4 separate regions of the Mus musculus genome follow, and all the other regions are linked to region 2. Evidence: chromatin contacts called from public Hi-C data. All regions are on one chromosome and are shown on one strand. The core of a region is the stretch at or near the end of the contact, and the rest is flanking DNA. Distances in the headings are between cores, read along the strand shown. Region 1 overlaps Calcrl (calcitonin receptor-like). Region 2 has its middle 110 kb from the start of Zswim2. Region 3 overlaps Calcrl (calcitonin receptor-like). Region 4 overlaps Calcrl (calcitonin receptor-like).

Evidence for each region. A called contact is a pair of places that touch in the nucleus more often than the background predicts.
Region 1: a contact with region 2 is called in a Hi-C map of bone marrow-derived macrophages, with 18 read pairs. The contact joins two enhancer-like sites. A contact is called at or near these places in 2 of 484 Hi-C or Micro-C datasets (bone marrow-derived macrophages and uterus), 1 of 115 datasets of contacts at active chromatin or transcription factors (bone marrow-derived macrophages) and 1 of 9 other capture datasets (adipose tissue).
Region 3: a contact with region 2 is called in a Hi-C map of bone marrow-derived macrophages, with 2.5 times the contacts expected there. The contact joins two enhancer-like sites. A contact is called at or near these places in 9 of 484 Hi-C or Micro-C datasets (the 3T3-L1 cell line, bone marrow-derived macrophages, myeloid progenitors and 4 more).
Region 4: a Hi-C map of bone marrow-derived macrophages shows a contact between it and region 2, with 16 read pairs. The contact joins two enhancer-like sites. A contact is called at or near these places in 1 of 15 datasets of contacts at CTCF or cohesin (the NIH/3T3 cell line), 1 of 484 Hi-C or Micro-C datasets (bone marrow-derived macrophages) and 3 of 115 datasets of contacts at active chromatin or transcription factors (the NIH/3T3 cell line, bone marrow-derived dendritic cells and embryonic fibroblasts).

What each region holds. Positions count from the first base shown.
Region 1 is chr2:84,380,705-84,383,576 of GRCm38.p6, forward strand. All of the region lies in intron 2 of Calcrl (calcitonin receptor-like), which reads right to left. Among named protein-coding and RNA genes, the nearest start is that of Calcrl, 43 kb to the right of the region's middle. Within about 2 kb of position 1,502, at least 28 of the 459 cell types and tissues checked have an H3K27ac peak or open chromatin away from gene starts, as enhancers often do. A contact at or near this core is called in bone marrow-derived macrophages, where this site is marked.
Region 2 is chr2:84,047,340-84,050,495 of GRCm38.p6, forward strand. No RefSeq gene overlaps it. Among named protein-coding and RNA genes, the nearest start is that of Zswim2, 110 kb to the left of the region's middle. Within about 2 kb of position 1,317, at least 10 of the 459 cell types and tissues checked have an H3K27ac peak or open chromatin away from gene starts, as enhancers often do. A contact at or near this core is called in bone marrow-derived macrophages, where this site is marked.
Region 3 is chr2:84,357,334-84,360,456 of GRCm38.p6, forward strand. The region is part of intron 9 of Calcrl (calcitonin receptor-like); the gene reads right to left. Among named protein-coding and RNA genes, the nearest start is that of Calcrl, 66 kb to the right of the region's middle. Within about 2 kb of position 1,613, at least 11 of the 459 cell types and tissues checked have an H3K27ac peak or open chromatin away from gene starts, as enhancers often do. A contact at or near this core is called in bone marrow-derived macrophages, where this site is marked.
Region 4 is chr2:84,403,530-84,406,541 of GRCm38.p6, forward strand. All of the region lies in intron 2 of Calcrl (calcitonin receptor-like), which reads right to left. Among named protein-coding and RNA genes, the nearest start is that of Calcrl, 20 kb to the right of the region's middle. Within about 2 kb of position 1,487, at least 6 of the 459 cell types and tissues checked have an H3K27ac peak or open chromatin away from gene starts, as enhancers often do. A contact at or near this core is called in bone marrow-derived macrophages, where this site is marked.

The sequences.
Region 1 (2,872 bases), core at 252-2,751, 330 kb after region 2:
ACATTATTCTGTTTGGGAAGCAGACTGGTTTAACAAAACAGTGCTTTGATGATTTCCACACACGGTGAGATTAAATTTCCTTCATTATGTCCTGGGTCTAAACCCTTCAAGGCAAAGTGCTTCAAAATCATGTTTGGAGATTCCCCAAACACAACATTCTACCCGACACTGCTCTTATTTTTGTTGTTATCTACTAGATTTCAGCCTCGGAGCTCTAAAAAGGCATCTTAGTGAGAGTTATCTGAGCAGTTGCCAAGTCATCTTGGCGGCAATAACCAAAGAATTAGTCTGCGAATAGCTCCACTTTCTAGCTTTCCGTCATCGCGCCGTCCTTAGTGATCTGGAAAACATGCTCCGAGGGAAAAGGCTGCGCTTTCCACTTGAGTGCCTCATTCAGTGGAGCAGGCAGATCAACCCCTGTCTCTGTCCAGATTACAGAAGCAAGTTTGTGTGATAATCATCCATCTCTTAGTGGACACTTGTTCTCTCCACAAGACTCAACCGTATCCAGTCTATGGGGTCATTTAACTCATGGCTGTCACCTGCTCTTACAAGCACTTCTCTGAGTGTCCCTGACAATGGTCACAAGCAATGGACTGGGGCAATGGAGCAATCGCTCCTTTTGCCCTGGATCTTTTAGGTTAGTCATAGATGGACCATGGGTGGGTAACTAGATAGCACCATGGCAACATAACTGAAAGTCAACCTAGATTGTGTCTCATATTGGTAGATGCAGTTGTTAAGATGATTCCAGGGGAAGTACACTGACTTGTATCCCTTTTTATGACATTGATTCTTCTCACACTTCTTCTGACTGATTATCCTGCAAGTGTTTGTTTACATCTAACCCATTTAAATGCATGTTTTTATTAAAATGCATTCCATATTAATCAACTAGTACTCTTAAGCAAGTGATCTTTCTGATCTTAACTTACTGGCAACTGAATGAGCCACTATGAAACACAGTAAGTAGTTTTCTTTCAAATTTGGGGATAGAGCAAGTCAGTGAAGGGGGTTCAGCGAAGCAGTGAAGGCTCTTCCTGAGTACAATCCCCACGTGTCCTGTGGCTTGTTTGAAAGACACTCATCAGGTTTGAAGAAGCTACCATTTACTCTCAACGGAGTCTGTAATCACAACGGCACTGGGAAGACTCCTGCACATTTTCCCCTTTTGGCTTACAGTCTCAAGGATTGTTTATGAATGATTCCTTTTCCCTTCTCAAAGTTAAAAGGGCTGGAAAATTTGGTTCTTTCAAAGCAGTCTTCCTTAAGTACAAGTAGAACAATACAATCCTGTTTCTAAATACTCTCCTCACTTGCCTCAGCAACCATCAAATTTTCAATTTATTTCATCCCAGAAAGAACTTTGAGAAACAAAAAGCGTCCTCAAATGCAGATATGTTTTAAAACCCGGATGTCTAGGGTTGAAGAGATTAGGTAAGTAATAGAGAGCTTGCAAGACAAGCTTGTGCAAGACACAGATTTGACTCTCAGTGCTAAATAAAAAAAAATAAATAAAAGCAGAAGTTACTTAAAACACAGCTGGCTAGCCAGTCACTACATTATATAATGTACCCTTCTGATTTTAATTTTCAAACCAGCCATGTGTTTGCTTCTGAAATAACCTTTTCCGTCTTTATAAAGTTCGTGAATTTTGAAAAAGACCCCGCCCTTAGCTGCCCATATAGATACATATATGCATATGTATATATGTTAATCAGTATAATTTGTCAGAACACTAAAATGCAAATGTTTGCGTGCTACCTGAAAGCTTGCTTATTTTTTCACATATACTGCTTATTCTTATTCACATATGTGTGTGTGTATATATACATACATATATATGTATATATACACTTTACATTTGTTTTTTGTTATAAGTTAATTCTTAGTTGAGTTGCCTAATCCTAATATTGAAAGAGTATGTTCACTCTAAGGGAAAAAAATAGCCTCCAACTTCTATTCCTCTGCTTCTTAAATATCCTGAGTTATTTTAGGCACAAAGCCATATTCTTTTTCTTTGTTTATTTACCCAGTCACTACAGAGCTGCCAACAGAAGCTCCTTTTCCCACACATATCTTGATGCTTTAATATCCTAAACTGAAGCTTTGCAAAGATCAGTTATGCCTTAACTAGCACATGCATTCCCTTCTTGTAGTACATCAGACAAGCCATTTCTACTCTGTCAACACAAAAGATAAACATTATCCTCATCCTTCACAGGTTAGAATTCCTTTTTCACAGTCTTAAAAAAAATCTATTATAGAGGGGAAATGTTAATGTAAATGTCTCAAAACATGATGTTTTTTCTTTTATCATCATTACTTTTTTGACAAAACTTAAATCTTTACAGTAAAATTATTATTACAATTTACCAATTTGCTTCACATACAATATAGTCATTGATAGAGATGTGATAGTCTAAGGTTTTAATGGTACAGCTGAACCTGGCCCAAGATAGCCTACGCTGTGTTAAGACAAATCCAGTAGAAAAGTTAGTGGGATCTCAAAGGATTGTACCAAAGACTTTAACAGCCCATTGTCATTGCTCTTGATTACCCTCCAGATATGATGGTAAAACCCTGCTGATGAAGATCACACGTGCCTGAGTGACAGAACACAGAGAAACCAAACTGATGCTGACTTCATGCCAACTGTCTAGCTTTCTTAGCTCTGGGAATCACAGCAGCATAAGAGAAAGGAAATTATCAACCTTACCAGCTGTGAAACCTGTGAGCTACAAGAATGATTGTCCTGGCAAAGCATGCCCACTGGTACAGTAGTGGCAAACTCCTGCCTGGTACCAAACTAAGTCAAAATGTCATGACTATCTAGAAAATAATATGATTATTAGGCTAAATGGACACAGTA
Region 2 (3,156 bases), core at 67-2,566:
ATTTAAAAATTATCTTTAGTATATATTTTGTTTTAGATATCATAAGAATCTTAACTTTTATAAGCTCAAGTAAGCCAAACATAGAAAGATGAGCTTGATCAGTGGTATTATGCTACAGTTGGCTAGGGATGAGAATATAGTTCAGTATTACAGCAGTTGCTTAACTTGAGAGGCCAAATCTACTCCATCTTGGGACTGGCCCCCATCTTAAAGAAATTAATGAAGCCTGAAAATTTGACCTGCAGCAGAACTCAAGCTACACCCATGTACCAGGAAGGATACCATGGCTTGTCCTTGGCCAAAGTTACTCCCTAGCTACTTCTTAGCAACAGTTAATCAAAGATTAGTCTGATTGCTTCAGATGTACCTTCAGACTGTGATTGTATTCAGTCTTGCTTTAGAGCACCCACCTGTCAGCTTACAATAGACATTCAATTAGATACTTGCTAGGATGGACCCCCCGCCCCCCCATTTACTTCCATTTTCTATAAAACCTTCTCCTGCTGAGGGTTCCAGGCTGCTCTGCCTTCCCTTCCCATCCTGCTGTGTCAGGATTGGGTTAGAGGAGAGCCCAGGCCTGAGCTTGTAATAAAGAGACCCTAATGCTATTACACTGGAAATGGTTCCTTGGTGGGCTTTGATGTTCACGAGTGCCTCCTGGCAAACAAACACACATAAATTCATGGATTTAGTCTCCAGTAATTGAAACACATGTATGAGCATGCTTGCACACACACACACAAACTTAGTTATAAAGAGTACTGATATGCTAATAAACATATGTTAACTGAGGATGACAGAAATAAGCTATAAAATTAGAAAGATTTTGCAAGTTTTTTACCATGAAAAAATAATAAATAGTTGAAAAAGATAAATATGTCTGATTTGATTTAAACATTATGTACACGTTGAATGTTATACTCTACCCTGTTAATGTGTATAACTTTATGTATCAGTAAAATATAATGTAAAAGATGGTTTACTTAAAACCACATCTATAATAATTTATCCAAAGTCCAGATGTTTATACTGGAAGCTTTTAGAATAGAAGGTCATGCTGGAATCTTAACCCATATTTCCATCTCTCCACTGCTTGATGGTCCCTATTTTCAGCTGTTGAGCTGAAGAAGACCTTTTAAGGTTAAGCCCTTTTACTTTGGGCTACTTTCAGATTCATAGAAAAGCTGCAACTGCAGTAAGAGCATCTTGTCCGCCCTTAAGCCAGTTCCCTCTTTTGTTGACATCTTACACAACTCTAATGAATCTGCAGGACTAAGGATCTACAAACCAAGCTCTGGCCTTGAAATGTCACACCTCTCTATTTCCTACTGTGAAACTCCATGCAGGATCTCCCACCAGTTTCCAGTTACTAAGTCTCCTCTGTTTCTCAAGCCTGTAACAATTCGCAGACTTGTTTTTCTTGATGCTCACTGTTTCAAGGTGTATTGGCTGATGGATTTCACAGAAAGCTTCCCAAAATTTTATGGTGCTTTGGTCCTTATCACTTTGGAGTCATTAGTTTCTGTAAAGGATTTCACAGAAGCCAAGTACCCTATTCCATTACATCGAGTGGGCTGAGTGTCGTCAGCATGACTCATCACTGGTAGCTTTAACTCCTATCGCCTGGTCACGCTGGTGCTTGCTGGGTTTTCTGTGGAGAAGTGGATATACTGAGTTATCATGAATAGCCTAGATCGACGGATGATGATTTAATACAGAAATAACTGAGTCACACATCTTCACAATGCTATTTTGCATGTTTTGTATTTATCTTCGCTGCAATCATCTCCAGGGTGTTGGCAGTACATTTCTCTTGGGTTTGACTTTTCCCAACTCTTTATTGACCCTTACTGGAGGTTATTCCAAATAATTAAAATAATTAAGCTGTAGTCTTTTGTGATTACCTTTTTGTGTGTGTGTATCTCTGTTGGTATGTGTTTATATGTATGTGTGTGTGCTGTGTTTATATGTGTTCATATGTATGTGTGTGTTCACATACAGGTGTGTTCATATACATCTAGAATGTAGAAAATAAATGTGGGTGTCATTTTTCAGGCACTTTCTATTATTTGTTTGTGACAGCATCTTTCATTGGCCCAAACCTGTACCAAGTAGGCTAGACTGTTTGCCAAACAGGCTTCAGGAATCTGCCCATCTCAGTTTCCCAACAGCTGGAATTATAAGCATATGCCAACATGTCTGGCCTTTTACATGGTCTCTACGGATCCAACTTAGGTCCTCCTACGTGTGAGCCAAGAACTTTACTAATAGAGCCATCCATCTATGACTGGCTTTTTGATGGACAATTTTGAATAGCCTATAAAGAACCATGTCAATACATCCAATTACAGTGTTGAATCAGCACATTGTGTGCACAGTCTGACAGCGATTACAGGCTTGACACCTATAGATGTCCAGTTCTATTTCTAGCTTATTAATATTAACTAATATTTGATTCATCATGCACTAGAAAATGTGCAAAAAACTTAACATGTTATTTTATTTAATTCATGAAGTGGGTATTACCATTTCCACTTAATAGTGAAAACTATTAACAGGTTTTTTGTTTGTTTGTTTGTTTTGCTTTGTTTTTTTGTTTTGTTTTGTTTTGTTTTTTTGAGACAGGGTTTCTCTGTATAGCCCTGGCTGTCCTGGAACTCACTTTGTAGACCAGGTTGGCCTCGAATGCAGAAATCTGCCTGCCTCTGCTTCCTAAGTGCTGGGATTAAAGGCGTCCACCACCACTGCCCGGCTTCAACAGTTTTTGTTTTTGTTTTTAAATAAAGTAGACTTTCTAAGATTTTATATAAATCATGGAGAAAATTTAAAGGCAGCTTATAAGGGTTTAGCAAGTGATTTTCAAGTTGAAGTTTCTATGAAAATTGTCTGAGGGTCTTGTTAAAAACATACAAATTCAATGACAGCTGTTACCAGAAGATCTTATTGGAGTCTCAAAGTCTCCATATTAATGATCACATCAAGTGCCTCTGATATTGATGGCCCAGTCAGCATGCCTTGGCATTGTTGGTTCTCGTTTGTGTTATACTGCTGCCTTTTATATTACAGGACATTGTAGATTTGGGTTGTACTGTTGTGATAGTGGCCTCTCACTGGCTCTGCACCTCCCACATCTGCCAGCCAGAGCTGTGGAGCTCT
Region 3 (3,123 bases), core at 363-2,862, 310 kb after region 2:
TGAGAACTCCTCAGAGCAAGACCATAATATATTATTTTTATCACAGTGGGAAGCAAACAGACACATGAACTGTCATCATTCTTAATATTTGTGCTTTTCTTTAAAAAATTAAGACTCGGCTGGGCGTGGTGGCGCTCACCTTTAATCTCAGCACTCTGGAGGCAGAGGCAGGCGGATTTCTGAGTTCGAGGCCAGCCTGCTCTACAAAGTGAGTTCCAGGACAGTCAGGGCTATACAGAGAAACCCTCTCTCAAAAAAAAAAAAAAAAGAAAGAAAGAAAGAAGGAAGGAAGGAAGGAAGGAAGGAAGGAAGGAAGGAAGGAAGGAAGGAAGAAAGAAAGAAAGAAAGAAAGAAAGAAAGAAAGAAAGAAAGAAAGAAAGAAAGAAAGAAAGAAAGAAAGAAAGAAAGAAAGAAAGAAAGAAAAAAAATACTAAGACTGTGGTCAAAGTTAAATGGCACACTCAGGACTGACCCAACAAGGAGACAGCAGCAGGGACATGGATTTTAGGTAGAGAAGATGCCCTTAGTTAAGTCATGAATTTGATGTTCTGAAGAGGAGGAGGAGGAGAAAGAGGAAGAGGAGGGAAAGAAGGAAGACCAGAAAGCGTAAGGCAGCAGTGCACCCTTGCACAGGTGAAAAAAATAAAGAGATTAAGAGATTAACTTACAAAATATGTCCTTCATCCTGGAAGATTTCAGTCAATTGTTTTTATCTTTCTGCTTTCTACTTTAATTTCTAAGTATGTATATATTTATTTACTATATCCACTTTTCTAATTATCCTCATCTTCTTTAAGATCTTGGTTTTTTGACATCTGAGTACCTCACCTGCAAGAGTCGCAGTAGAGTATCTAGTCGCTCAAAGGCTTTGTTTCCTAACTTCTAAAATGATGATACAATTCTGAGTAGGGTGCAGTGTGCAAGGGTTAAGAAAATAAATTAATTATGTCTGCAAGACTACAAGACCAGGCTACACATATATTCACTTCTGGAATAATATTACTTTTATTACATGTTCTCTTTGAACTACAACATTTTAATGCATTTAAATAACTGTATAGTTCTATGGCAAGCAATGGTTTGCCAGCTTAATTAAAATAATTTTGTATCATTCTATATATTATTCTAATTTAGATACAATTAAATACCCTTTTGGTTTACTTTTTCAAAAAACTATATAAAATAAAGTTATAAAGAAATTAATATTTATAAAATATCAATAAACATTTATCTTTAATATATATATGTAGTTTCAAATCATACAACTATTTCCTAAAAAAAAATCCCAATTTTCTAATAGGTTATTTACTTATATTTCCATACATGAGACTCTCCTCAATTAGCCACTACCAACAGATATTTTAGAATTGAAACAGTTTTTATTGAGTAAAATCTACTACTTCTTGACCTGTGTTGCCCTTATCCAAATCTGTTACTCTAATGTGAAAATGCAATTTTATTACATAATTCAGTATATATTTTGAAGATTTTTTTGCAACTCTGACTCATATTATGTAATGCAATTGGTTTGATGTTGCACAACATTGAATAGGAGGAACACAGTTTTCAAAATCCTGATTAAACTACAACTTGGAGATAGACTGAGTGTGAGTTGATAAACAATACTAAGAGAAACACACTTAGGTAAACAATATGCAACGCTAAGCTAAAGGAAGCAGAGGGTGCATATATATGACATGTCAGTTAACCTAAGTACATAAAAGTTGCAAAGAACAAATAGATCACAACAGTTTGGAAAGCAAGGCTGTAGTGGGTGTGGGCTTTGACAGGCATGCAATCAAACAACTCTAGGTGATTAGGAACTCAGCCCTTGTCAAACTCCTGAACAGATCAAAGGCAAAGTCAAAAGTCAACAAATGAGTCACGTTCAAGTGATGGTTCTGGATTCCCAGTCAAGTTTACCAGACAAATTTGTCTGTGGGAAAAGACTCAACATAGGATTCCTTTGATTTTCAGCTATCTTAAAGGCCGAATTATATAAGATTTCTGTAGGAAAAGTATGGCTAGAAGGAAAAACGATACCTGCTTTAAAAGTTCATGACACTGATTGAAAGTATTTAGATGAATCTGAGAATAAAGGTAAGAGCTTGGGTCATTCACCTTGAAACATATACGCACAAAGCATACAACCATATCCATGAGCACTGTAAGGCTATCTCACTAAGTTGAGAATGCTTGACTCCCCAACAGGATCTCTTCTTTCCTGCTGTATTTTATTTGGAACTCATGTCAATAACCTAGAAAGATCATTTCTACATGCTTGAAAAATATGCAACTTGCTTTAAAAGAAGTTAAAATTAGCATGTAAAATTTCAGCAGAGATATTCTTTCAAGAAATCAAAGCAAATTTAAGGAGAAAACAAAAACAAAAAAAAAAAAAAACCCACATTTCCCTGACAAGTCAGATAGATGCTGCGTGCTCCTTTTTATGTGCAAGCCTTTTATCTGAGTTGAAAGTAAAAGGCAGGTTTGCTATGCTTTCAGCTTTTTGCACAGTAATTAAAACATAATTTGTAACTAATTCCAGTAAAGTTTATTTATTTTTTTTATCTAGAGGATTCTGCTTTGTTTTTCCAAAGACTGTTATGAGTAAGTGATTGCCTCTGAGAGCTTGGAAAACCCCAAAGTTATGGCTCTGTATCTCCCCCTCCCTTTCTGTTCTCTTTCTTTTATTCTCCTGCTCTGACTTTTTACTTTAATTGGCTCTAATATAAAACAAATCTATCTGGTGAAGAGCATTTCGTGTTCTCTGTTCCTAATTTAAAGCATAGATGAGTAGAGAATTGTTGCCTTCCCTGTCTAAACAAAAAATAACAAACAGTACCCTACATCAACATTGTGTATAGTTCTGGGTTTTTATGAGGGTGGGTCAGTGACCCTTGGTTACCAAAGTGGGGAAAAGAGTTTCTTCTACCAAAGACTAACTGAAGAAGGCTGCAATAGAAGGAACTGGGCTAAGAGGCAGAAGGAAGATGTTGGATTTTTCTCACACACAGTGATTTTATCTGAAACATCAGCTCCTCTAGAAATTGTTTCCAGGTTATTTGGCATGAAACTAATAATTTCTATCATCCTCGACAGTTGATGAACATGCTTCATGCA
Region 4 (3,012 bases), core at 237-2,736, 360 kb after region 2:
ATTTTAGAAGAAAATATTTTATCAAGATTGACATAGTTGATAAAAGATATTTAACATGCTTTGACTGAAAGATTAATTAAGGCCAGATAGAAAATAAAATAATAATAACTGTTTATTCTTGACCAATATTTATATTCATATTTCCAAGACCAAGATTGATTATTTAACTTCAAAATAACACTAAGTATAGCAGAATTAACAAATAATTCTAGTGTTCAAGCTAAAAGAAAAGCCAAATGGAAGCTAAAATCCAAACAACTTGGTTACTATAATTTTGTAATAATTACTGAACAGAATTTTTAGGCAATATGATCAGGATAAACTAGTAAAGGTGTGTGAAACATGAATCTTAAATTTGTGGGAAAATATCTTAGATTCAATTCAAATTAGGTAAAGATTTAAACGTGAAATATTCCTAGAAAATATTTAGAAATGCATTATCATTGATATTTTTACCATTTTGTGTCAAAAGACCTTTGAGCAAGATTATTAAACATCAGTGATAGCTATTATTAGGTCCCTTTCAAAGTATAATGTAGTCAGAGAGGTTGCTCTTTGTCCCCTTCTATCTCTCATTAGTCAGGTTTTGGAGTGTGCCAAGTGATTGTGTAAATTAACCATTCCAAAATGCTTGGAGCTAGAAGACCAGAAGTGTGACCATGTTGTTATTAGTTAGAAAGAAATGCATATGCTGATGGGTTTTCAGCTCATCTTTAGGACAAAGGATTTTAACAGATATGCCAGATTCTCAGAACTGAGGAGGACTTGAAAATCTTGCAGTGTCATCTGCTTGCTTTACAGACTTCAGACTTAGAATATAGGAGCCAAGGGAGTTAGTGAATTACAATATGTTCCACGACAGTGGCACTGAGCTAAAACCAGGCATCATGTCTCCTTGGTCTCAGCTTTGGGCTATTTTATTAGACCAAAACAAAACCATCATTGATTCAAACTGATGAATGGAAGTCAATTCCTACTTTTAGTTACATGTTTCATCGCCATGGTGATGATATTTTGAACCTATTAGTTGCTGGATTTTAAATTAATTTGCACTTTAAAGTTAATTGTTAAAATAAAAATAATTAGAAAGGCACATTTAGCATTACACACACACTACCATGCTCAATAAGTCATATGGGATGAAGCAACTGAAGAGACAGCAGTTTAAATTTGTACCTCTCATTCCATTTCTTCAAAACTACTAAATACATGCTACAATTTTCACATTGGAGTGATATTCTAAAATATTGTATAATCTTCCCTGATGCCAAATTATGATACACACATTGGGAAGCCAAACCCAGTTATTTTCTATTAAAAAAAAATCTCCTCTTACAGGTTCTTCCCTGCTATCATTATGAAGCAAGATTATAAGACGTGATTTGGCGTCACATCACATTGGGAATATCAGGAAGACAAAGGCAGCTAGCTGTCACATACATGTTGGCTTTCGGTGCACTCAGACCTTGCTGTGAGGAACACTGAGTCATCTGAAATGCAGGGTGTAGAGGAAGCTGACACATTAAGGGACAGAGCACTCATGAGTTCCCAAAGACAGGCAATGGGACAAAGGACAATTACACATGCTCTATTTTGGGACCTAGTTGGGAATTCTTTATTAAGAAATGCACAGCTCAGAAATAAGAAAGAAAGAGAAAGAGAGAGAGAGAGAGAGAGAAAGAGAGAAAGAGAGGAAGAAAGAGAGAGAGAGAGAGAGAGAGAGAGAGAGAGAGAGAGAGAGAGAGAGAGAGAAAGGAACCATCTCACAAAACTTTAATAAGATAACACAATTTTACTTTCAGTACAATTATTATACCTTCATAGGAAAATCATTTTTGAATTATTAAAAAAAAACCTTCAGCTTTACCAAAAGTAAGTTAGTGTAAGAAGATCTAATTAAATATTATGGGGACTGTCAGGTGCAGCAAATAGATGCTTAGTTATTTTATTTGCCATAGCACTACAATGACTGACACATCTGTCTTTTTGGATGCACCAAAACCTATGAAGCTTGCTGTTCTTTGACAGAATAAAATTCAGTGTTTTCTAAGGATTCCTAAAAATGGTATCTGGAATACTGCAAAATAGTGACGCAGCTCATATGACTGTTCTTTTATTTATAATTAAGGTGCCCTGTGTATTCTAATTATAAGAAACTTTTATCTCACCCCATTCACAGACATGATCTAACAGTGATTATGTGGTTGAGAAAAATAAGAATCCGCTGAGAAGCACTTGAAAAAATGTACAATATCCTTAATCATCAGAGAAATGCAAATCAAAACAACCCTGAGATTCCACCTCACACCAGTCAGAATGGCTAGGATCAAAAAATTCACATGACAGCAGATGCTGGTGAGGATGTGGAGAAAGAGGAACACTCCTCCATTGCTGGTGGGATTGCAAGCTGATACAACCACTCTGGAAATCAGTCTGGCGGTTCCTCAGAAAACTGGACATAGTACTACCACTAGATCCAGCAATACCTCTCCTGAGCATATACCCAGAAGATGTTCGAACATGTGATAAGGACACATTCTCCACTATGTTCATAGCAGCTCTATTTATAATAGCCAGAAGCTGGAAAAAACACAAATGTCCCTCAACAGAAGAATGGATACAGAAAATGTGGTACATTTACACAATGGAGTGCTACTCAGCTATTAAAAACAATGAATTTATGAAATTCTTGGGCAAATGGATGTATCTGGAGGATATCATCCTGAGTGAGGTAACCCAATCACAAAACAAGTCACTTGATATGCACTCACTGATAAGTGGATATTAGCCCAGAAAGCTACAATACCCAAGATACAATCTCCAAAACACAAGAAAATCACGAAGAAGGAAGACCAACGCGTGGATACTTCATTTCTCCCTAGAATACGGTATAAAATATCCATGGAAGGAGTTGCAGAGACAACATTTGGATCTAAGACAAAAGGATGGACCATCCAGAGACTGCCCCACCCGGGGATCCATCCCATAATCAGCCACCAAACACAAACACTA